5 separate regions of the Mus musculus genome follow, and all the other regions are linked to region 1. The links are chromatin contacts, called in public Hi-C and promoter capture Hi-C maps. All regions are on one chromosome and are shown on one strand. The core of a region is the stretch at or near the end of the contact, and the rest is flanking DNA. Distances in the headings are between cores, read along the strand shown.

Region 1 (4,706 bases), core at 1,581-4,080:
ACACTCAGGATTGAGGCGGATGATGTTATTTTCAGAAAATGAATTTCCAGATGTTCAAATGATGCAGCCGACTGAAGGAAAAACCACAGTTTATAATAAGGCTCTTCCTTAAATTCAGACGGACAATTAGGAATCCTTCCAGTCCCAGTATGGAATCCAGGGCTGGCATGTCATAGGCTCCCTTTTTCATGCTGAGTTCAGTGGCTGATGAAGATCACACCCCTGAGGCTGCCCATCGAGGAGGTTGGTAACTCTGCACTGGATCCATCCACCTGGGCTCAGCCCCCACGGTTCAGGATGTGGGTACCTGAGAGCCTCTTCAGCATTTAACTAACTCCTTGTTGGTTGAAGGTGCTGGGACTGTTTCTCCACACATGAACTGATCCTAAGAAGAAGAAGAAATGCTATTAGCCGCCGGGTGTTTGTCTCACAAATGCATTAACATTACTTTCCTTTGGCCACAGAATCAATCTGGCTATTAGTTTTTTTCACTGTTCTGTCATCTTGTTTTCTTTCCTTCTTTCTTTCTTTTAATGCTAGCAATGAAAAAAAAAATCAAGATGTGAAATTTAGGGGAAAATCCATTTATAGTATTATAAAAATGCCAACAAATTTAGTTTAAAATTTTTATGACTTACGTACCAAGAACTAACTGCTGCTCAGGGATGGTCTGTGCTGTATGGCCTCAGCCCTTGGTCTTCCTAATAGATATTAGTAGCTACCCCAGTTGACACAACTGGAAACAAAGGAACATTCAAAGACTTTTGGTTTTTTGTTTGTATGTAGGTATGTACCCCACATGTGTGGGGGGTGCCCGTGAGGGAAGAAGAGGGCACCAGATTCCCTGGGGCTAGAGTTGCAGGTGGCTGTGAGCCACCACTGTGGAAGATGTAAATGGCCACTCCTTTTGGAAGCTCTTAGCCTCTAATCCATCTCCCCAGACCCAATAACACTTTATTTTTGTACAGAGAGCTGGTGTCAGCACTAGAACCAGAATCTAAAAGTATACTGAAGTTTAGCCCTGAGGTCATTAGTTAATATGCAGTGTCTCATAAATATCTTAGCTAGGGAGCAACCAGTTCCCAGAAATAAACACATCACAACTATCAAGTTTTTATATTTCAGATCAATATCTGGTCATTCAAATATGTAACCTCTTCAAAATGAGTAATAAAAAGAATGCCTTTGTGTGTTTCCCAACATATACCTGCAACAGTAACTACTTGTAAATGAAGTTCACACTCTGATCTTTCATGCTGGTTTATGCCAGCTACCACAAAAACTTTCCCAGTTACTACACATCCTCTACAGTGTGATTCCCAAGGAGTCAGTCCCTAGTCTGTCCATTGTTCTTTGCTCCATAAACCATTTTAAAATAAGAATGAATCATTACATTTCTATTATTGTCTAAATTAACACCTGCTTCTCCCACAAAGTTCTGTGCTTTGGTCCAACTTACCCTATAGTCATTTTAGAATTTATCCTCTAGACTGTTACATTCTGTACTTAGACTCCAAAGCACTAACTGAGCTTTGGGTGGGAAGTAAAGATATTTACCCCTTTTCTATTGCCATTCCTAATGGATACAAAGGAACATGGAACTGTAACATTACATCTAGGAACTATATCTCAAACAAGGTAGATTCTGTACATAAGCTAGGCAAGCAATAAAATGCAATCTTCTAAAAATATCCTAGAGCTCTGAACAAACTAAATATTAAATACAAGAGAAATGTCAAAAGGAAGAACATCAATTAAAATAACCATAATTTTTCATTCCTGATTAAGTCATCAATTTTCATTACAAAGCAATTTCTTTATTGCCCTTTCCAAAGTGATCATAAGTTACATAAAAGGCAGATCTCTGTGAATTCAAGGCCAGCCTGGTTCACATCATGAGTTCCAGTATAGCCAGGGCTACTTAAGGTCCCTGTCTCAAAAAACAAACCAACACCCAACACTCTTCCGCCCTTTTCTATCAGACAGGCTCCTTTAGGCCCTTGTCATTAGCTCACACCACCCATCCCCTTTAACATATCCCTTACTTTGTCATAAATCACTTTTATAATGAGTGAGCAGCTAGGACACGTGGCCACATCTTCTCCATTTTCCAAATCTTCCTACAACGCAATCAAACAACATATGGTCAGCATAGCCTTTCGTCAACTTCCCATAAATCTCTCCTATGTCTATGGGCAAGTCTTTAGTTGGGTAACAACACAAAGAACTTTCCTCCCAAGTGTCATCTAGGAAAAAAAAACAGGGAGATTAGATTGGTTCGATCGCCTCCAAAACCCTGGGGTACAAAATCAAGTTCCCTTCTTCAAAGAAGCTCCCAGGGGAAAAAAAAATAGAAAAAAAAGAAAAACACTTAGGGGCGGGACTACGGAGAACAGCGCCCTTAACCCGACCCTGTATGCTAGACAGCCTAGGTTACTACTTTAGGGGCGGGGGTTCGGAAGAACACGTGGGTAACTGAGCCTTCCCAGGGACACCGGAAGCGACAATGCGCAAGCTCGAGGGATCGCCGGCGGGCCCTTTAGAGTACCTTGGTGATGGCAAAGTTATCCCCACAGGGGCAAGGGTAGAAATATGTCTCCGAGTCCTCGTCATATTGAAAGTCCTCGATCTCCACCTCGTCGTGAAACACCGCCATGGTCACCCGGTCGGCACCGCATCAGCTTGCCTACCTGCGCCCAGGCAGGGTAAGGCCCGGTCTTCCCGGTCCACCCTGGCGCAGGAACAGTCACTTCCGGACGCACAGGCGATGACGTAACTTCTACCGCCGCGGCCAAAAGGGTGACCCGGTCGCGGTCGCCATGGAGATAGCGCCGGAAAGATGGTGCTTCCTGCGCAGCAGCGTTGCGCAGTTCTCCGTCCACTGGGTGCCAGCGACCAATAGTGTGAAGGGCTCCCTCTCATGGCGGTTACGTCAGTCCGGGGCCCGGGGAGTTTGGGCTTGGGATATAAACGAGTTTTCTATGCAGGTGGAGTCTTGTCCTCCATAGCTGACTTCAGAGGACATTAAAAGAATTGGCGGAGGCTACGCCCTCTTGAAAGGGGGAATCATTGAGGCTCAGGGAGCCACACAGCGTCCTCTCCAGTTCTCGGCCCACAGCGCTCCTGCAATTGCGTTTCAGGCGACCTTGAACTCTGAGTGACTCTTGGCCTGTTATGAGTTCTTGCCTGCAGGTACATCACTGCCTCTCTCACCCCAGCCACTTTCTGATACCCCGGTTGTGTTGTAGAGAACCAAGATCTGCAAGACAGGGGCGAGTTCTAGCCATATTTTAAATATTCACTGCAGTGGTGGGCACAGTAGCTTTTAATTATTGGGGTTTTTAGTGGGCAACCTATATGTTAAACTTGATCTTGAGGTTCAAAAATCCATTTTATTCATCTTTAACATAGATTTAGAGACTGGGCATCTTGCCCAAGATTGCATACCTAGGCCATAACGATGAGCCTAGCTGTCTCTAAAGCCCAGGAACAAATTATTTATGTGAACTTTAGTTCTCGGTAAAAGGAATGGTGTTCCTGGTATTTTCGTCAGCGTGCAGCCTCTTCTTTGAGAAGCACGTTGTTCCGAGAGCCGTGCTGGGCTTGTTCCGGTTACAACCAGGGACTTTGGAGTAGTGCTAAGCAGTTACTCATCTCACTGGAGGAGTGCAGTGTAGTGAAAAGTAGTATGGCAGAACTGGATTCCAGTTTGACTTGAAGAGCTCTGGGGGTTGGAAAATTACATTCTTTGGTTCTTACATCCTCTTCTGAGAGTAGATCCTTTGGAATCTAACATTCTTTTGCACGAGAATGAATAGTTCAGCAGTCATGTATGACTTATGTAGTTTACATTTCTGTAACAGTGTTTAAGTATGTACAGTTGTGTGCATAAATTACCAATTTTGTGCATGTTTAAAGGACACTATATTTTGAAGCCTTTTTGAAGTGTGAAAACCTATGGGCAGAGAAGCCTTTGGGAGGAAAAAACCCAGAACTTAAGTGTATGGAAGGTTGTTTCAAAGATCTCCATTCCTTTTTTTTTTTTTTTTTTTAACATAATTGAAGATCTAAATAGCAATTAGGAGATCTTTGTAGCCTGTTGCAGGTTAGCTGTAGCCTGTCTGGGCAGAAGAGAAATGCAGTGAAAGCCTTCTATCTTTATGGGTATAAATACTTCCCAGGTAACCTCTGGGACACAGGAAGAAAACTGATTTCCAAGTGTCTGTCTTTAGTTCAGATGATCTTTAGTTCTTATGAGCCATTCTTGAATGCGCAGAAATGGATGCAGTTGTTGGTAGGGAATGGCCTGGCAAGTATATCGATCTGTAACCCCAGCATTGATGCAAGCAGGGGCAGAAACAGGTGGATCTCTGGAGCGCAGGGGCCGACAAGTTGGTGAGCTCCATATTGGGGAGGCTACCGGCCACACGAGGCTCGTAGTGTGTATAAGTTCTTAGGTCTTTTATTTAAAAAGCAAACACACAAAAGGCTGAAGAGCTGGTTCATCAGTTAATATCACTGCTGCTCTTCCTGAAGACCGACGTTAAATTCCTAGCACCTATATTGAAGTTAGTTATGTCTATAACTCCAGTTCCGGGCCACCCTTTTCTGGCCATGTGGTTGCTGGGAATTGAACTCAGGATCTCTAGAAGTGTAGTCAGTGCTCTTAACTGCCAAGCCATCTCTCCAGCCCTGGACCTGATGTT
Region 2 (4,706 bases), core at 644-3,143, 1.6 Mb before region 1:
GGAACTGTGAGCCACTCACCTCTTCCCCTCCGGGCTGAATTAAAGCATCAGTTAAATGCTAGGTTCCCACCTCACCACCGAGTCACGATGCAAATCTCAGCCCTTGCTTTACTTTCCCGAGGAACACCTACTCATCCAAAGCACCAGTTCAGACCTCAGCAACTCCTTGAAGCCTGCCTACCCGAAGCCAACCTCAGAAGTCGGCTCGAGACACCCCAAGGCCATCATGTTCTTAGCACAGAGATGAATGTGCCCCAGAGGGACAGAGAGCATGGATAATGAACAAAGACAGGAGAGAGGGGAAGAGGACGAAGGGGAAGGAAACAAAGAGGAGGGGAGGAAGGGAATGAGAGATATTTGGGGAGGAGGGAATAAAGGACTGCCTCTGGATGTCGAGGCAGAAGTGGCCCACAGGCAAACGGCAGTTAATAAAGGTAAAAGGGGAAACCCCACAGTAGGATGTGTTTAATTTTAATTGGGCACATTAATTAGGTGAACTAAAGGGGGCTTTTGATTGCTGGACTTCAATACTTTTATAGCTGGACTTTGGTAGTCGGCCTCAGGAGAAAGAAGTGGCTAAATTAGGGACTAGACCTTGGTGGCTAGTGTTAGGAATAAAATCTAACAGTTTTTAGCAAGGCAGAGGGAAAAGGGGAGAAGAGCAAGGTCTGCCAGAACCTTGCCTGCCATGCTGGAACTGGTAGTGAGGTTCCTTCACTACCTTTCCTGGCTCAGATGGCAATAAGGACGCCACCCTCTGGAATTCAAAGAGAGACATCTATCATGGGGCTGTTTGCTTGCGTTTAGTTTCTCCTAGAGCCAAAAGAGTTGGAAGCTCGGAGCTGGCAACCACTCAATAAGATCAGTGAGTGTGTACAGAAGTGAAGGGTGAATAACCGATAGGCGGCTGTTCCAGCTTTTGTAGTTGCTTCACACGCGGTTCTGTCAAGAATGTAAAGTTTGCCCTTCCATTAGTATGTAAAACCACAAGCAACACAAATATGTGGGGGTACTTTGAGAAAATGTAAAGTTTATCCTTTCAAAAATGTTCATTTGTGCTGAGATGTCTTCAATAAAGAGAAACGATGGTTTTTAAAGCAACTCAATGAAAACAGCCTGAGCACTTTGCTTTACCTCTTAGTACTTCCTGATCCCTTAAAATGCCCAATAAATGTTTTCTTTTTAAAAGAGATCTACTTACTATTTTAAATAATAGACGTCTCTATAGAACAATAGAAATATTTATCTGGGACCCAGATGAGGAAAAAGACGAGCAAAAGAGGGTAGGCCAAGTCTATTGTAGTTCCAGGCAGGCTAGTTTGGCTGCTTTGAAACATTTCTTTCAAAAGTTACCAAACTGTTAAGAGTGAAGGTGCACTCTGAGGTCAGAAGTGACGGACAGCTCCCCTTCCTCATTTGGACTGAGTTTTCTTTTTTCTTTTTTTAAAGATTTATTTATTTTATGTATATGAGTACACTGTAGCTGTACAGATGGTTGTGAGCCACCATGTGGTTGCTGGGATTTGAACTCAGGACCTTTCGGAAGAGCAGTCAGTGCTCTTAAACGCTGAGCCATCTCTCCAGCCAGGTCTGAGTTTTCTAAATGGTACGTGGAGACCTCATGTCCTCAGCAGCAAGCATTTCGATTCTGCGCCGGAACCCGAGTTAGGGACTGCGCTGGGGTGCAGCCTCCCCGGCAGGAGTCAGGTTCATTCAGGGAACCGGTTCACACCCCGCCAGGTGAGAGAGGTCTCCGGACTATCAGCTCACGGCTCCACCGCGCAGGCGCGGGGGCCTGTCTCTTCCGGCAGACGCGGCCCGAAGAAAATCGGAACCAGGGCTCCTGGCGCACAGGAGCAGCGGATGAGATTAGCTGAAGTACCACGCTCGGCAAGGCTGGGCCGGTAGGCGGAAGTGGAGGGCTGACTGAGCTGGGGGAACTTTGCCTGGATGGCACTTTCCTGTTCCACAGTCCGCCCCCGCCGGAGGGGCTCGGCTCTGAGATCCAAGATGGAGTTGTTGAGTCGAGCTGAGCAAGAGATGAGTCTGGCGGCCTTGAAACAACACGACCCCTATATCACCAGCATCGCAGACCTCACGGGCCAGGTCGCCCTGTACACTTTCTGCCCCAAAGCCAACCAGTGGGTGAGTGAGGCCCGGCCGGGGACAAGGCCAGCCTGGCCGCTGCCGCCTCTTAAAGGGACCGCGCAGACAGCTGAGGATTGGGGGTGGGGGAGAGAAGCAGGAGCCCAGGACCGCAAAGGCGAGGCCGGGACCTCTCCCAAAACCGGGTCCGGAGCCAAAGAGGTGACCGGGGCACGCGGAATTGAAAGAATGTAGCGGAAGGAGTAGACCAGAGACAGAGCAGGGAAATCGGATGGAGGAGAGAAACGAGGCAGGATCAGTCTTTTTGGGTCGGTTCTCGGGGCTTGAGGTTGCATTGGTAAAATATGAGACAAGTTAATTTTAACAAGTGAGTGAAAGCCTGTGTTTGAAGACTTTGAGGACTCTTAGATACATGTACTTGATGGAAGAGTCCGCTCCTCTTTCCCTGCCGACCTAAATGTGATGGTTTGGATTTGAAGCTTTAAAAATCAGCTTCAGGAGTTAGACCAGCTTTAGTCGAACTACTCTGTATCTCTGGAATTTGAGGAAAATTTTCAAGGCTACTTCAGTAAGAACTGGATTCCTTGGAGACGTTTGCAAGAAAAAGAGACCAGTGCTAGGACCTTTGATGGCTCCCTTCTTTTGGGATTGTGTGAGTGGCATAGAGTTGCAGAAGTTACTTTGTCTACTCGCAGATTCTAGTTAACCTCAACTCGAAGCACCTGTGTACACGGCCCCTTTTCTTGTGCTCCGTTTTTCCTCATTCACTCATTGGGCTATACAGAGGTTCGGTTTTAGAACATTAAAGCTCAACACCTGCGCTGAAAACCCGAGTTAACGCTGTTGCAGCAAAAGAAAGAATACTAATGTTCGATTTTCTTGTTTATTTCTTGTAGTACAGGAACTCAAACCCAAGACCCCCTGATAGCAGGCAGGCACTGTTCCTCTACCACTGGGCTATATACCCACCCCGAGTTACAATTTCTTAGTCACATTTTCAGTTGTTTATTTTAAAACCCTACCAAATTTGCCTAAGGCAGAGAATGGTTTCTATCCATGATTCTTAACAAAGTTCTGAAAATAATAAATTGTGTTTGGTAACCGCAAAATGTGTAACTTGTGAAAATATTCCTAAATCCTCCAGAAATGAAACAAAGGATCTTATAAGAAAATTTCCCAAGGGTAGGGATTTAGCTCAATGGTGCACAGCTGTGCATCATGAGCCCCAGGCTCTGAGTTCAACCCTGGTATCAGGGTTGAAGAAAGTTCTATTCTTTTTCTATAAACTTCCATAGACTGCTTAAGTTTGTTTTGTTTTTTTATTTTGGTTTGGTTTTTCTTTTTTTAAGTTGCAGTACACAATACCTTGACTGTAAATATTAAGATACCTAATTGAAAGGTTTTTGTGTTTACAAAGATAAAACTGGGGCTGGAGAAGTGGCTCAGTAGTAGCTACGAGCATTTGCTGCTCTTCCTGAGGACCTGGCTCAGTTTTCCAGCATCCCCATGCTGGTTTATATCCATCTGTAACTCTAGTCCAAAGAGATCCAATGCCCTCTGCTGTCCTCTGTAAGCTCCACACACACATATGTTACAAAGACATATGTATGCTGACAAAACATTCCTGCACCTTTTTTAATTGAAAAAAAAAACTTAATACATAAAAATAATAAGTAAAGCTAAGTGTGTGTGTGTGTGTGTGTGTGTGTGTGTATGTATGTATGTGTGTGTTTTCCTTTAGCTGTTCCTTACTGGTGGAAATAGACATAGGCTACAGATGAAGACATATTGTTGGATTAGACATTGCATACACTTATATAAACACAGGGTTGAATGGGTACACAATTTGTTTAGAGTTTTAAAAAGTGGCATGGGTTGGGGATTTAGCTCAGTGGTAGAGCGCTTGCCTAGCAAGCCCAAGGCCCTGGGTTCGGTCCTCAGCTCCGGAAAAAGGAAAATAAATAAATAAATAAATAAAAAGTGGCTTGCTTTACCTGCTCAAAAGTGATTAATTTGGAGACTAAAGAGACAGCTCAGCGGATGAAGTGCTTGCCTCCCAAGCATGAGAGCCTGAGGCATTCACATAGAAAGCTGGGCATAGTGCTTGCACTTACAATCCCACACTGGGATATGGAGCCACTTAGGATCCAACACTGGAGCCCGCTGACCAGCAAGTGTAGCTTAATTGTCCATCTTCTGGCCAGTGAGACCCCCGACTGGAAGGAATGACACCTGAGAGTGACCACTAACCTCTACACAGTTATACACGAGCGCCGGCATGCATTCCCGAGAGCACATACACAGCTGATTCCACCGTAAATAAGACAAGTTGGCCTGAAAGTGTGTCTGCTTCAGCTGAGACCATTTGGCATTGGATTATTTGTGGAAAACTAACAGAGTTATTGTCTGTTACAGGAGAAGACTGATATAGAAGGGACGTTATTTGTATACCGAAGGTAAGTTTCTTAAGGGTGTTTCTATTTCACTTCAATGGTGATGATCATTGTCGTGTAGCATGGTCAGTTTCTATTGTGTACCTGTGTTTGGAACCTTCCTGTCTTTCTCCAGTTTTCCTTCATCCAAGCAGTGCAATCCTACAA
Region 3 (4,706 bases), core at 1,244-3,743, 1.5 Mb before region 1:
GTTCTCATGCCTGGGTCCTCTGTAAAAGTAGCAAGGACTCCTAACAACGGAGCCATCTCTCCACCTTGGAGCTTAATGTTCTTAGAGCAGGGCAAGACACTGGTGTGCTGACATGGATGGGGTGGGGCCACAAGAACAAGAGTGGGAGAGAGGCTAGAGGGTTCATGTGCTCAATTTCATTCCAGTAGTGGAGGGAGACCACGGAGGGACAATGGTGGGAAGCAGCAAGAGTTTCCTCTGGCAACCACAGGGAATATGAACAGGGGGCTCAAAGAATCTTGGATCTGAGGGCGACAGGGGAACAAGAAGGGAGCTGGTGGCCAGGTTGGAACCCAAGGTCTTACTCCCAAGTAAAATGTGATTCATGAAGTATTGAATAAAGACCCTTGGACTGGAGAATTACCCCCAACAGTAGGATGTTGGCAGAATCAGGATTCTGATTCCAAAGGTGACCTTGGGGACCAAAGGCACTGAACTATGGCTGAAATCCATCATGAACTGAGCCAACCAATGTGGAACCCCAGGATAAAACAAGATCTTAGACACCTACAGCGGCCAAGAAGAAGAGTTAGGAACATCTTTACTAATATGGGTACATAGCAGTTAGCATTTTTTTTACTGTTATCACATGCATATATATATATGTATATGTGTGTGTGTGTGTGTGTGCATGTATATGCACACACACACATATATATATATATATGTATATATATATATATATATATATATATATATATATATATATATATATATATATATATGTATATATATATATATATATATATATATATATTACTAACTATAACCCACTCAGTCTGTAGAAAGTTACTGGTGTGTATGTTTTCAAGGTTGACCATTTGGTATTGGGTAACCACTTGGTATGCTCTTTCTGGGAGAAGACTACTTCTCCCACTCTCAGGATTCCTTAGTTGCCTGTAGATCTTTGTGTAGAGTTGAAAGAGAGCAAGGATGGATGTATGGAAGGGATTGGAGGGAGGAAAAGGAGGAGAGAAATGTTGTAACTATTTTATAATTTTAAAAAGGACATTCAGATATATAGAAATGAACATTCAGAAATAAAAACATATACCTCTCTAGCTTATGTTTCCATTCCCAAATAGATTATAATTTTCCACTGTGAAGAAGAGGTGGAGGAGGAGGGGGGAGGAGAAGGGAGAAGAAGAGAACAAGGAAGAGGAAGGAGGAGGAGGAGAAGAAGAAGAAGGGGAGGAGGAGGGGGGAGGAGGAGGGAGAAGAAGAGAACAAGGAAGAGGAAGGAGGAGGAGGAGGAGAAGAAGAAGAAGGGAAGGAGGGGGAGGAGGAGGAGGAGGAAGAGGAAGTTAACATCAGTGTCATTGGACAGGTGGAGAAATGAAGAACTGGACTAATAATCACTGCCCTCAGGTCCATGGGGTTGGAAGGCCCAAAGGCTTCTGAGGTTTGTTTGCCTCCTTGACCTGTTGGTGAGCAGAGGACAGAGGTGGCACTTGCCTTGCCAAGGATCTGATAGTGGAACACTCCGAGACCACAACACTCCAGTCCCAGGTCCAGCCCTTGGCAGTCAGGCACTAGGAGGGCCAGCCTCTTTGGGCAGAGCCAGCAGAAGCCAGGGGCTGTAACAAACCACACTGGCAGTCTCACTGGGACACCTGGGAAACAGGCCAGGCAGGGAGCGCTTGGGGGAGGGGTGCTCACTTGCACAGGGCCCATTGTCTCATGACTCTGAGTTTGAGCTCTGTGGAGGACACAGAGAGGACCTGGACCAAAGCTGTACTGGTGCCTTCCTCTGCCTCTGCCCAGCACCCACTCACAGGCTTGCCTTTATATCCTCTCTGTAAATTGCAACAACCTCCGCCTCTGGAAACGGTATTGACCCGAGTGTGTGTCATGGATCCAATGAGACAGATCCAACGAGACTGTGAAGGCAACGCTTTCTGTTACAGCTGCTCAGTCCTCTCAGCTCCACCAGATCTGGTAAGAGCAGTAGGTGCTAACTGTCTCTACAGAGGCAAACCCAGTAATCTCTCTGAATCCACTCTTGTCCGTTGGCTCTAGTAGTCTGAGACCAGCATACTCCTAGTAACTTCTCAGTATTACCGTTTCTGGCAGTGTATATTTATTCTCATGTCTGGGATCTTTTTGGACTGAGGATAATCTGCTGCAGCGCTACCCACCAACCCTGTAATCTCAATCTAACCTTGCCAAGCCTCAACCTTTTCCTTAGAAAAGTGCAATTACTGATTAGTATCTCTCTTCTCAGTCCTACCCAAGTCAGCCGCGGAACTCTGAGCCATGCTTAGAACCAGGAATAGTGGCGAAGTTACTTTGTTGCTACTGTTTGTGTGTGATTAATTCCAACAGGGCACTGTGCTGGGAGAGAGCCCCCAGGCCTGGCGACTTCCGAGAGTCCACTAAATGCGGGGCGTGGCCAGAGGCCACTCGTCGGCCTGGGGTGATTCGGCGCCCCGCCCCACCTCCGCCCCGCCCCCCATGGGCGGGTCCTAAGGAGTCTTAACGCGCCCGCCCGCAGCACCCGTCCTCGGTCACTGCTGGTCGCTTCCTGAGCCGCTGCTGGCTCTGTGTCTCTGTCCTCAGCGTTCTCGTCCTCGTCCTCGTCCTCGTCCTACCACGCCATGGAAGGTTACCATAAGCCAGATCAGCAGAAGCTCCAGGCCCTGAAGGACACAGCCAATCGCCTGCGCATCAGCTCCATCCAGGCCACCACCGCGGCAGGCTCAGGGTGAGCGCGCGCTTCTGGCGGGGCTGGGAGCCGGGTCCCGCGGCCTCCCTGGCTCCGTGTCGCGTAGCACGATGTCGCCACGAGGGCGCGGTCAGATGGCGGAGCCTTCCGCTGCTCCGGAGCGGCCGGGTTCGACCGCGTGGGCCTCAGGTCTCGCGAGCACCTCCAGCCGGCCCGGGCTTCCCGGTTCTCGCTGCGCCCGGGCGCGCCTCCTCGCTCTGCGGCTGCAACCCGGAGGCCACCATGACTGCTGGCGGGAGAAACCTGAGCACGTGTGGGCTCCAGCTCTCCACCAGCATGTTGGTTCCACTGGTTTGCAGATGGGGAAACTGAGATTCCGGCTTTATATCAGTTGTCCAAAGTCACAGTGAGAGCTGGAATTTCAGCCCTTGCAATGTAGGCAGAGAATGTGTGTAGAGCCCACCATTTTGCAGTAGACTGGGGGCCCACCCTTCTCTGCATCTCTAACCACGCTCCCCTCCTCGACACTTCTTGCCTCTCCTGCTATGTGTGGGCTGGGGTCCCGGTGCTGCTGAAGACTCCAGGGTGGGGGCAGGGAGGTGACGATGCAACACCAAGAGAGGCTTAGACCCGAGCAAGGAGGTTGGAGTGCGAGTCTGGGGAGAAGGGAGCTTGTAGAAAGAAGGGGCGAGGCCCACGCGAAATAGGAAGTTCTGGGCTAACGGTGTTTGCACACTGGGTGGTTTCAAGAAATTCTAAGGTCTCCATTGGGCCTGGTATGAGACCTTGAGACAGAGAGATCTGGGCTTCTTGGAATGGTTTGGGGTTCTGGGGAGGGAGATTTTAGGAACCCAGACAAACTGTGAGCTTAGAACAAAGACCAGGATTCTGGATTTTGGCCAGTTCCATACAGAACATATTATTAAAGGAGTGCATTTCTCTTGCCTTTTACCGTGGGTTCCTCCTTACTTAGCCCTTGTGCTTTTAAGACGGGATGTCCTCAGAAGGTTTGAACTGGGAACCCTTTGCCACCCAACTTCCCATGCATACTTTGGACCTGTTATCTGTCTTGGCTTTAGATTGCTGCCTATGATAGAGGGTGCTCCCTGCCCAATTAAGAGACCTGACTTCCTTTTCTCTGGATTTCCTCAGTGTCTGGCAGAGACACTGTCCTCTCTACCTAGCACAGAGTAGGTCTTCACATCCACATCGTTTATTACTTGTTCTTTACTGGCCCCTACATCTCCCTCCAGGTCTGAAGTCTAATCAGAGGGTCAAAGTAGTTGACTGGCTGGTACCTATGCAGCTGAACATTCTACAATGCTGGATACGCATGTAGACCTTTCCAGGATCAGGGAGAAACTAAGTGGGTATTCCTGGGCCACACAGCGTCCTGGGGTAGCATTCTGATAATCAGTTTATACATGAAGACACTGAAGTGTAGTACGTTGATTTCCCCAGACTGGTAATCAGTGGCTATTTAGTACTGCCTGCTGGGGGCCTGGCCTATCAGAAAGTCCTCTTGGGCACATGGGCGGCATCAGGCTGGAGGAGCAGGGAAAGCCAAGTTCAGTTGAAGAGAAACTAAGTAACATTTATGGCTCTTAGGAACTTCCAAAGCAGGGGTGGTCTCCAGGGGAAAAGGTTGAAGGTGGCTACAGAGTTACACTGTTTACATTGTAGCCTTAGGCAGTCATTGAACTCTGAAAGAATCCGTGTACAAATGGAAGTGGTGGGTATCCCATGCAAAGGCTAAGTGTACGGGTTGCCAGTTCGGTATATATATTTCCCTTGCAGAAAAATACTACTTGGAGAAATCTTGTTTTTCAGAAGGGAGTAGCATTGTTCCTCAACCCCTGTCACAAGAATGATTTTGAAATGTGTGTGCAAAGAGTGTGTGCGTGTACAGAAAGTGTTTGGGGAAGACTTGAGATGTGAATGTATTTTGGCTGTGAATGTTTCTTTGGATGCTCACTACAGTGAGAGTTCATAACGTGAAAGC
Region 4 (4,706 bases), core at 1,582-4,081, 1.5 Mb before region 1:
ATAGCCTGAACAGGAGGAATGGCAAAAGCATAGTGTGCTGGCCTAGGTTTCCTGGCATTCCCTCTGCAAGTTCTCCCAGCCAGAGACTCCATCGCTACTTTCTGAAGGAAGCAGCAGCCTCCCTCCAGCTTTATCTTTCCATCAGTTCTTCAAATTATTTCTAGTTTAAATGTAAACTCCAATTAGCTGTTGCCAGATAAACGGTGTGAGGGCCCAGCAGCAGTCACAGTTCTGAGTCACCCTTACAGTCCCCATCGGAGCTACAGAGACTGGGGGCCGCTTGGGTGGGGCTGAGCAGAGGCAGGTCCTGACACTGTGAAGAAGCCCTCCTCGTAAGCAGCCTAGTCAGGGAGACAAAGGAGGCAACCTACACGCCACGTGTGGGAAATATGGTTGGGAACTCTCTGGGTTCCCATTCATCCCAGATTCCAGAAGGGGACACACAGCCAGGGACAGCCCCACGTAAGCCTTCACTTGCACACCACTCGCAGTGTGGCCAAGACTGCTGAAGAGCCATCGACCTCTGAGCCCTCACTTTCTCCATCCCACAAAAGAAGCTCAACATAGTGGCGAGGCTGGGCTTGGGACTCCTGCTCTTAAAGGGCATAGTAAGTATTTGACTCCATTGCTTTTTGGTCCAGACCCTGAGGTCTCAATCATACCATTATAACCCCAGGACTTGTCCCTAGCTCTCTTCATCTCTCCAGGAGCCAGGGCTGGGCTTGTGCACGCCAAGCACACACACAGTGCTTCCTGCTCCCATAAACTCATGGGCAGCCGGACACTCACCTTCCCTCACCTCCTAGCACACCCCTCCTGTTGCTATTACCCACACTCAACCTCTCTGTTACCCACAAGCCCCATCACTCCTCAATACACACCCGCAGTTTCATACAGTCAGACTGTGAGTCTCCTACCAGTCACCCTTTGCTACTGGAGTTCCATATGGCAGTGTCACCTTCCACACAGTCCTGTCATATACCTGAGCCTTTACAGTATCGTACAAAGATACTGTCACTGAGAAACAAAACACACACACACACACACACACACACACACACACAGAGCAGCCGCCCTCTGCTGGCCTGTTCACCACACCCCAATCTAATCCATAGCAGGAACGAGGAAACCCAGTCCCCTCCTCTGTCCCTGATCAGCTTGGTCATAGAGGATCAGTAGCAGAGGAAGAAGAACCGAATATGATTAGAGGCACGCTTACACACAAGCCTAGGGGGTCGGCACACCGATAGCGTGGGCTCCCACAATTAAAGGAATGAATGTACTCTGGCCAGAGGGTTGTTGTGATATAATGCACAGACCTTTGGAACACACAGGGACACAGAGACATGAGCAAGCCAAGGCACAAAATATACAGGGGAAGCCTCTACATACAAGGCATGATTACCAAGTTGCACGGGGCACACACCAAGCCTCAGAACACACAGACAGCCATGAAGTATATGCAAGTCACACGTGAAAAAGGACACATTCACAGGGGAAGTCCCACTATGACAAATAATACACAAAGAGACAAGATACACACTATACTCACAAGTCCAGACACAGATACTACAGCAACAGAAGCCAGACTCCTCCGAGGGCCCAGGGTAGCGGCCAAAGGAAAAAGGGATCTCCCCCACTCAGTCTAAGTCCTCCAGGTTTGAGTGGGGTGCTGAGTGAGGCTCCCTTCTCTCCCCTCCCCTGTATAAGAGAGTTGGGGAAGTGGGAGCAGTTGTGATGGTGCTCCCTCTCCACTGCCAGCCGGCAGGGCAGAGCACTCCCGTCACTGCTGTCCTCATCACCTTACTGGGCCCCCAGAGGGGGTGGCGTCTCTCCAGTGGGACAGAGACTGACAGCACCAGGCAGAGACCACCCGGAGAAGGGACACGGGGGATCAGAGAGGACAGGGGAATGGTGGAGGCTGGAGCCACGCCCAGCTCAGAGACAGATGGAAAGCCAAGAAAGACACCGAGACTGAAAGAAGAGATAGGGCAAGGAGGCGGCGCCGTGAGAGTCCGCCCGCCTGGGACCCAAGCACTGGAGGCTAGGGAGACAGGCGGCCCGCCCTCCGCCCGGTGGTGAAAAGGACCGGAGACTGGACTGGCAGGGGCAGGCGAGCGTGGGCTGGGGGTGCGGCTCTGGGAGGACTGGGTCGAGGGGACGGCGGATCTGGTGGGGGTGGGGAGACGGAGTACACGGACGGCGAGGGGCAAACAGACCTGGCCTGGGAGCAGAGGACCAGGCAAGAGGGGGTGGGGACCGACGAATGTGCAGAGTCCCCTGAGAGATTTGAGAAGATCGGACGGTCCCTCGGCGGGGATAAAGACACACAGGGGTGGAGTAGGGGGTTAAAGATGCTGGGAGTAGTCGGGCCTGGGCTCCAGCCGTCGAAGAGAGGGTCAGACCGACCAGGGTATGGAGGCACCGGCGGGTCTCCGTGCTCGGCGGGACTTTGGCTGCTCCTGGCTCAGTTTCTCAGTTTCAGAACCAGGAGCCAGAGAAGAAAGCGGGGAATGGAGACTACGGGCGAGGAAAAGGGGGAGAAAGGCCGCTGCGCCCTCGAGTTAACTCGGACCCCGCGCCCGGGCCCAGCTCTCACTCACCTCCCGACGCAGGGCCAGGCGCCAGGGGTCCCGGCGAGCCGGGGTCCGTCTCGTGGCGCGGCTCTCCCGGATGCGCGTGGACGGGGAGGTAGGCACAAGTCTGATCCGGACGGGTCCGGAGGCCAGTGGGGACCTCCCGGGTCCCGGCTCGAAGGGTAGATGTCCACGGGCCGCTCGCGGGATCCCCGCGGCCGCCGCCTCCTGCTCTGGCGCCGCGGCACACGGAAGTGCAAAGGGGAGGGGCTGCGCGACCTCACCCAGGTGCCGGCCCCGGTCCCGCCCCCACTCAGGACCCGCCCCACGGGCGCCCGCCCCTTCGAAGCTCCGCCCACGTGAGCTGGGGGTCCAGCGCGTCTCAGCCTCTTTGAGTTGCAAGTCCTTGGGTCCCCAGATCTGTTAGCCGTCTCTGGCTCTTGTGGCGCCTCGCCTGCCAGTGGCACGCAGGCCATCCCATCTCAGGGGACTAATTTATAGAGGAGGACTCCGAGGCCAAGTTGGGGGGTGGGGTTGAGCACTGCACACACAATGGAGCCCAGGAGGCACCGACGGGGCTTCCCCAACTACTTGCGCCCACACCCGGGACTCCCCACTGGCCAGCTGGCCCGCCTTGCCTGGCCTCATTCCTCTTCCTGCTGGCTTGAGCAGAGCCACGCCGCCAGGCCTGCCGGTTCCAGTCCTGCCCGAGAGAAGGAGCTGGGAGGTCTCCAGGGCGAGAGGTTCTAGCCAGTTTGTCTCAGCACTGCTCCTCAGACAATTGTGGGAATTGCCTCTGCCCCCATCTCACTGTCTTTCCTGAGCCCACGGTTCAGAGCTCCCCTTGCTCAGTCAAGCTCATAAGAGGGATTTGATTGTCAGCTGTAACTCATTCACTCATTAAGGGTCCCCTGGGCCCAAAGTCTGAGCACCAAATGGGAGCCAGGGACTCCATTTTTCTGTCCCCAAAGCCCAGAACACTAAGCTGTTACATTATACTTACCCAAAGAAATGACTTCCTGGGCTGGGCAGATGATCGTTTTTTCTAGCACGCAGAGAGCGCTGTGTTTGACCCCCACCACAGAGTAAACCACAGATGGAGGCTCAGAATAATACTCCAGTGCTCAGGGGGAGAAAGCAGGAGAATAGAGTGTGGACGCCAGCCTGTTCATGAGAGACCTTGTCTCAACAAAACCAAACAAACGAGAACTCTTCCTGGGAGGATACAAGAGGGTTCTAATAGCCCAAGATACCTAAGTTCCTTCTGGAAAACTACCTAGAAGGAATAGAAGTCTAGACAGCTCTTTGCCGACTGAGATCAAGAGAAGTGCTGCTGCAGGGGCTGGTGAGATGGCTCAGTGGGTAAGAGCACCCGACTGCTCTTCCGAAGGTCAGGAGTTCAAATCCCAGCAACCACATGGTGGCTCACAACCATCCTTAACGAGATCTGACTCCCTCTTCTGGAGTGTCTGAGGACAGCTACAGTGTACTTACATATAATAAATAAAAAAATAAAAAAAATAAAAAGAGAAGTGCTGCCCCACCCGTGGAGGCTTGAAACTTCCAGGGATGGGGGACCCTGGCAGAGATGTGGGGCTCCAAACCTTATTTTAAATGTACATTGGGGATTGAGCTAGAGAGAGGAAACCACAATGACTCGTCCCTTCTGTAGAAAGAGGAAGGCTGCTGCTTCCCTCTACCCTGAAAGAAAGAGGACCCAGTTTGAAAATTAGTATTTAAGTCCCCAGTCCTGATAACTGTCCCCACCCCATGACAGTGGATTCTTCCCACAAAGTTGACTGGGCAAATTGGATTCCTTCTGGAACCTTCTGCCTCACATCAGGCTTGTAAGCATGCTGTTTCCTGGGTCATTTCCTATTAACATTCCTCTACCTGTCTCTGCTGTGTCTCTTCCCATCTGTGACTCCCTGATGCTCTTCCCATCTATGCCCTTTCCATCAGCTAAGGGACCCTATTCTTTTTGTTGTTGTTGTTTTGTTTTGTTTTTTTGAGACAGGGTTTCTCTGTGTAGCCCTGGCTGTCCTGGAACCCACTCTGTAGATCAGGCTGGCCTCAAACTCAGAAATCTGCCTGCCTCTGCCTCCCGAATGCTGGGATTAAAGGTGTGCA
Region 5 (4,706 bases), core at 1,434-3,933, 1.4 Mb before region 1:
AATATAATATCTCTTTAAAACAATCAGCATTGACCATGCCCCAGTGAGTATATGAACAACATAAATTAGACTTGGTTTTTATCCTTCTTCTTCTCCTCCTTCTCCTTCTTCTCCTTCTTCTCCTTCTCCTTCTTCTCCTTCTCCTTCTTCTCCTTCTTCTGCTTCCCCTCCTTCTCCTCCTCCTCCTCCTTCGAGGTCACAAAGGTTTGGGGGTGGACCTGGAAGAACTAGGAAGTGTTATTGGGGTGCATTATGTGAAGTTGCCAAATAATCAATAAAATACGTTGGATTTAAACAAACAAACAAACAAACAAACAAACAGCACACAGGGGGTCCTCCAGTTGGTGAGCTGCAGCAGGAGGGTTCCAGGAAAAGTCTGTCTGATGGTCAAACCTCACATTCTGTGTCTCAACACTCAACAAAGCTCATTCTGCCTAAGATGAGGACACAGAGGCTTTGAGCCATGCAGTCCATGTTCAGCAGTGCTAGCAACAGTGATGCACCAGGAGGCATTCGTGAGAGCTTAAGAGTGTTCTCTGTCGGTACATAGGATGCAAGAGTACAAAATGCTTTAAGGAACTATTGAGGTCAGCTTGAGCTGTTGTAACAAAACACCATAGACTGGGATGCACCATAGACTGGGATGCTTAAACAACAGATTTGCTTCTCCAATCCTGGATCCTAGAAGTCCAAGATCAGGGTGACAGCCAGTTTGGGTCTTGTGAGGGGACTCTTCTTGGTTTGTAAATAGCCACCTTCTTGCTATATCTACTCACAGTGAACGAGAAGTCATCCCACCCAAATATTTTTTGAGGTACTAAGCATCAAAACTATGGTAAGCAAACACTGCATCTCTAAGATGCATTACCTCAGACATCATCTTTATATGGCCACTGATTCACCATAGCCAGTTCCTCAAATGTCTTCTTTGTGTGGCCACTGATCCACCATAGCAGCCCTCAGATATCTTCTTAATATGGTCACTGACCCACTGTAGCCATTCCTCAAATATCTGGGCAATGGCCCCACCATAAAGGCTACATCTTTATCCTAATTACTTCCCAAGTACTCTCCTGAGTGTATTATATGTGTATATTATCACATTCAGGACTGTCACTATATGAATTCTGAGAAGATACATTTAGTCCATAGAAAGTACAGACTGTGGGGTAGTTAGGGGTCAGTATGGGGGCCCTGAAAAAGTGAAGAGTACTGTCAAGGAAGATATTTGGGCAGAGACCATGACAAAAACAAAGAAACACCCAACAGGGTCTCTTTGAGGACCACTAAGGGGGCTGGGTTTTTTGTTTGTTTGTTTTGAGACAGAATTCCACTATGTCTTTCTGGCTGTTCTTGATGTATGCTATATAGACCAGGCTAGCCTCAAACTCAGAGATACACCTGTCTCCTGAGTGCTGGGATGAAGGGATCCAAATATGAGCATCTAAAATGTACTGATAAAGATGGTAGTGATGTGTAAGATGACAGGCAGTTACCAGACAGCAAGGAAGGCCAAAGAGCTTTGAAAATGGTGATTGCGTATGTTGGCCACTTTAAAAAAAAAAGTATAAAGTACTTCCAGTCTGACCCTTGACCCCGATCTGTTCTGCCCAGGCCCATGATGTGCAGATTTGAACAAGGCACCTCACACCTCCAAGGCTTACTTTTCTCCTCTCGACAACCAGGCCAAGTATCAGAGCCTTGGGAAGGTTTCTACAGAGAACTACATACATGAAAATTCTGTGTCTGACCTTCAGTCCTCAGTTCTTCCTTTGCAAAATTGGGAGAAGTCCTGTCCAGCCCAGTTGGTGGAAGGGTTATGTAACTACATTCGTGTGATCGCCAATGGCAAGAATCTCACTGATTAGTCTCTGCTGAGCACTTTGTCCCGCAGCAGCCACTGCTGGCTTGTTTTGTTCTGTTTTCCTTTGCTTTGAAACAGGGCCTTCTGCTGGGGAACAGGGAACAGGAGTACAGGGAAGATAATTAGCAGGCCTGCAAATTAGCCCAGCAGGTTAAGAGCTTACCATGTAAGCCTGCCAATCTGAGTTTGACTGCAGAACCCATGTAAAGGTGGAAAGAGAGAACTGATGCCTGAGAGTTCACTGATACACACACAACTACACTATGCAAAAACAAATAAATATTTAATTCTCATCACTTGGGAGCTGGAGACAAGAGGATCGGGAGTTCAAGGCTATCCTAGTCTCTCTAAGTGAATTCCAGGCCAGCCCTGGCTACATAGAAAGACCTTATTTCAAAATAACAGCTGGAGTTGCGGCACTTGGGAGTCAGAAGCCGAAGCCCGCAGATCACTGAGTTCAAGGCAAGTCTGCTTTGCATATCGAGTTCTATGATAGCCAAGGCTACATAATGAGACCCTGTCTTAAAAAAAAAAAAAAAAAAATCAAGCCAAAAGATATCAGTTGGGGCTAGGGGTGCGCCCCAGTTATCCCAGTGTTCCAGAGACTGCGAGTTCTAGGCCAACATGGTCTACAGGGATCGGCGCTGAACACACTCTCAAAACAACAACAACAAAAATCAAGACACCCCAAGAAAATCAAGAGACACAGCCTCAAAAGTTGTTTGGAGTCGCAGCTTCTTGTGCTCCGCCCCTGCTGTCAAAGACCCAATCAGGAGCGAGCCTGTCCGTGACGCCATTTTTCCGCGACGAAGCGGGCGCGGGCCCCGTTTCCTCCTCGGAGCTGTGGCTCTGGGGCTATGGGCAGCCAGGAGGTGCTAGGCCAGGCGGCCCGGTTGGCCTCCTCGGGTCTCCTGCTGCAGGTACTCTGCTGCGCCCGCTCCAGCGCGTGGTGCCGCGGCCAAGCCTCCCGGGGAAGCTGCTCTGGGTCCCCCGCACTGCACAGGGTTCCACGGGGGACCACGGAGGCGGGGAGGGGCGCCGGGTCTAGGAGTTGGGAGACTGCGGTCCCAGTCTTGGCTGGTGACTACAAACAAGCCATTTTCTTTCTGAGCCTTGTGTTTCCGTGTGATGATAGGAGACAGTTTAAACAACTATCAACAAACAGTAGACAGAGGCTACTTTAATCTGATATTTTAAGGGGTTCATTTCTGGAGTGTTTCACTCTTGATCCTCAAAACTGTTCTTCAACTCTGATTCTCTTTGAGTTTAGAGAGCCCATATGGCGTAGCTAAGAACAAGGATCGGGTTCAGGCAATGCTTGTCCAGTGACCTAGGACAAGTCACTTCAGCCCCTGAGCTTTTAGCTCCTTGTTGACAAAAATGAGTGTAATAGTATCTAATTCAGAAAGCAATTTGCAAGGATTGTTTGGGATCTTTTGAATAAGCTCACTTAGCGCAGTACCAGCATCCTAGTGTGCACTTAATAAACTGCATCTGCTGTGTGTCCTTGGACAGACTCTTTTTTGGCTTTGTATTTTTTTTTCTTTCTTTTGCAGATGACACTTGCTAGTTCGTCCACATGGTCCAGAGTCCACCTTCACCTTTATCCTAGAGAGGCACAAAGAGGTTAGGAGAGAGAAGCAGGCTGAATTAGATTCAGGTTAGGTGGCCCCTTTTAAGATAAGAGTTACTTGGGTTAGGTGTAGTAGCTCAAGTCTTTCATCCCAACACTCAAGAGGTTGAGTTCTCTGTGAGTTCCAATCTGAGCTCCAGTCTAGATAGGGTTACATACTTAGACCTTGTCTCAAAAAAAAGTTCAAATCAATTGGCTTTTTTTCTGAGCATCGGTTTATTCTTTTCTTCCTTCCTTCTTTCCTTCTTCGTCTTTGTCTTCTTCTTCTTTTTTTTTTTTTTTTAAAGACAAGATCTCTCTATGCCTCCCTGGCTGTCCTGTAACTCACTGTGTAGACCAGGCTGGCTTTGACCTCAGATATGCCCTGCCTCTGCTTATAGGCATGAGACACCAGTCCTGGCTTTATTTATTTATTTATGAAAAGATACTGCTATGTAGTCCAAGCTGGCCTTGAATTCTTGATGTACTTGCTGCAGTTTACAAAGTGCTGGGGTAACAAGCACATACCTCCATCCCGGCAGCTTCCTCATTTTGAATGAGAACAGCACTGCAGCTTCACAGGGTGATTAGGGAGATTAGGGGAAATAATTTCTGTTATGTCCTGGCACACTACAAGGTACTTAGTAAATGTTAGCTACTTTTATTAGCATAAGAAGTTTGTAAATGGCAGTGTAGGGATAAAATAAGCTATATATAAAGGATATAGAAAAGTGCCTTGCACACAGTACATGCATAATCAATGTTGGCCACTCTTCTTTTAACTCCACTTGTTTAGTTCTTTGTTTTTCTGTTTCACAGTATAGGTGAGTTCAATGTGTTATACATAGTAGGTTTTTTTAAAGTTTATTTATTTTATGTATATGAGTACACCATCACTGTCTTCAGACGCTAGAAGAGGGCATTGAATCCCATTACAGATGGTTGTGAGCCACCATGTGGTTGCTGGGAATTGAACTCAGGACCTCTGGAAGAGCGGCGAGTGTTCCTAACTGCTGAGCCTCTCTCCAGCCCCATAGTGTTGATATTTGCTACCTTGGGTAATACCTCACTCCCTAGATTGGTGGTGTAAGACAGAAACGGGTTATAGCAGAAGACACTGGAGCAGGGATCTGTGTGAAGCCAAGCCGGGCCATTCGTTTGTTGTTTGATATTAGGCAGGATTGCTTCATTCTGAGTTCTGTTTCTAGCAAATTTGCCTGGTTGTCATTT

Evidence for each region. Promoter capture Hi-C pulls out the DNA fragments that hold promoters and counts their contacts. A called contact is a pair of places that touch in the nucleus more often than the background predicts.
Region 2: a contact with region 1 is called in a promoter capture Hi-C map of erythroid cells, with 6 times the contacts expected there. The contact joins the promoter of Dcp1a here to the promoter of Dph3 in region 1. A contact is called at or near these places in 2 of 39 promoter capture datasets (erythroid cells and liver) and 1 of 484 Hi-C or Micro-C datasets (CD8 T cells).
Region 3: a promoter capture Hi-C map of erythroid cells shows a contact between it and region 1, with 12 times the contacts expected there. The contact joins the promoter of Tkt here to the promoter of Dph3 in region 1. A contact is called at or near these places in 2 of 39 promoter capture datasets (erythroid cells and liver) and 1 of 484 Hi-C or Micro-C datasets (B cells).
Region 4: a Hi-C map of CD8 T cells shows a contact between it and region 1, with 7 times the contacts expected there. The contact joins the promoter of Prkcd here to the promoter of Dph3 in region 1. A contact is called at or near these places in 1 of 39 promoter capture datasets (liver) and 1 of 484 Hi-C or Micro-C datasets (CD8 T cells).
Region 5: a contact with region 1 is called in a Hi-C map of CD8 T cells, with 10 times the contacts expected there. The contact joins the promoter of Rft1 here to the promoter of Dph3 in region 1. A contact is called at or near these places in 1 of 39 promoter capture datasets (erythroid cells), 3 of 484 Hi-C or Micro-C datasets (CD4 T cells and CD8 T cells), 1 of 115 datasets of contacts at active chromatin or transcription factors (cardiomyocytes) and 1 of 9 other capture datasets (liver).

What each region holds. Positions count from the first base shown.
Region 1 is chr14:32,082,862-32,087,567 of GRCm38.p6, forward strand. Dph3 (diphthamine biosynthesis 3) reads right to left here and starts at 2,831. Exons shown (of 3, transcript NM_172254.4): 1 at 2,549-2,831; 2 at 2,046-2,120; 3 at 1-385. The coding sequence starts at 2,656. The coding sequence ends at 320. Oxnad1 (oxidoreductase NAD-binding domain containing 1) reads left to right here and starts at 2,867. Exons shown (of 8, transcript NM_145460.2): 1 at 2,867-3,192.
Region 2 is chr14:30,477,672-30,482,377 of GRCm38.p6, forward strand. It overlaps Dcp1a (decapping mRNA 1A), which reads left to right and starts at 1,894. Exons shown (of 10, transcript NM_133761.3): 1 at 1,894-2,145; 2 at 4,522-4,562. The coding sequence starts at 1,951. It also overlaps a transcript of Cacna1d not described here.
Region 3 is chr14:30,546,638-30,551,343 of GRCm38.p6, forward strand. It overlaps Tkt (transketolase), which reads left to right and starts at 2,494. Exons shown (of 14, transcript NM_009388.6): 1 at 2,494-2,743. The coding sequence starts at 2,637.
Region 4 is chr14:30,623,377-30,628,082 of GRCm38.p6, forward strand. It overlaps Prkcd (protein kinase C, delta), which reads right to left and starts at 2,832. Exons shown (of 18, transcript NM_011103.3): 1 at 2,604-2,832.
Region 5 is chr14:30,651,692-30,656,397 of GRCm38.p6, forward strand. Rft1 (RFT1 homolog) reads left to right here and starts at 2,684. Exons shown (of 13, transcript NM_177815.3): 1 at 2,684-2,784. The coding sequence starts at 2,722.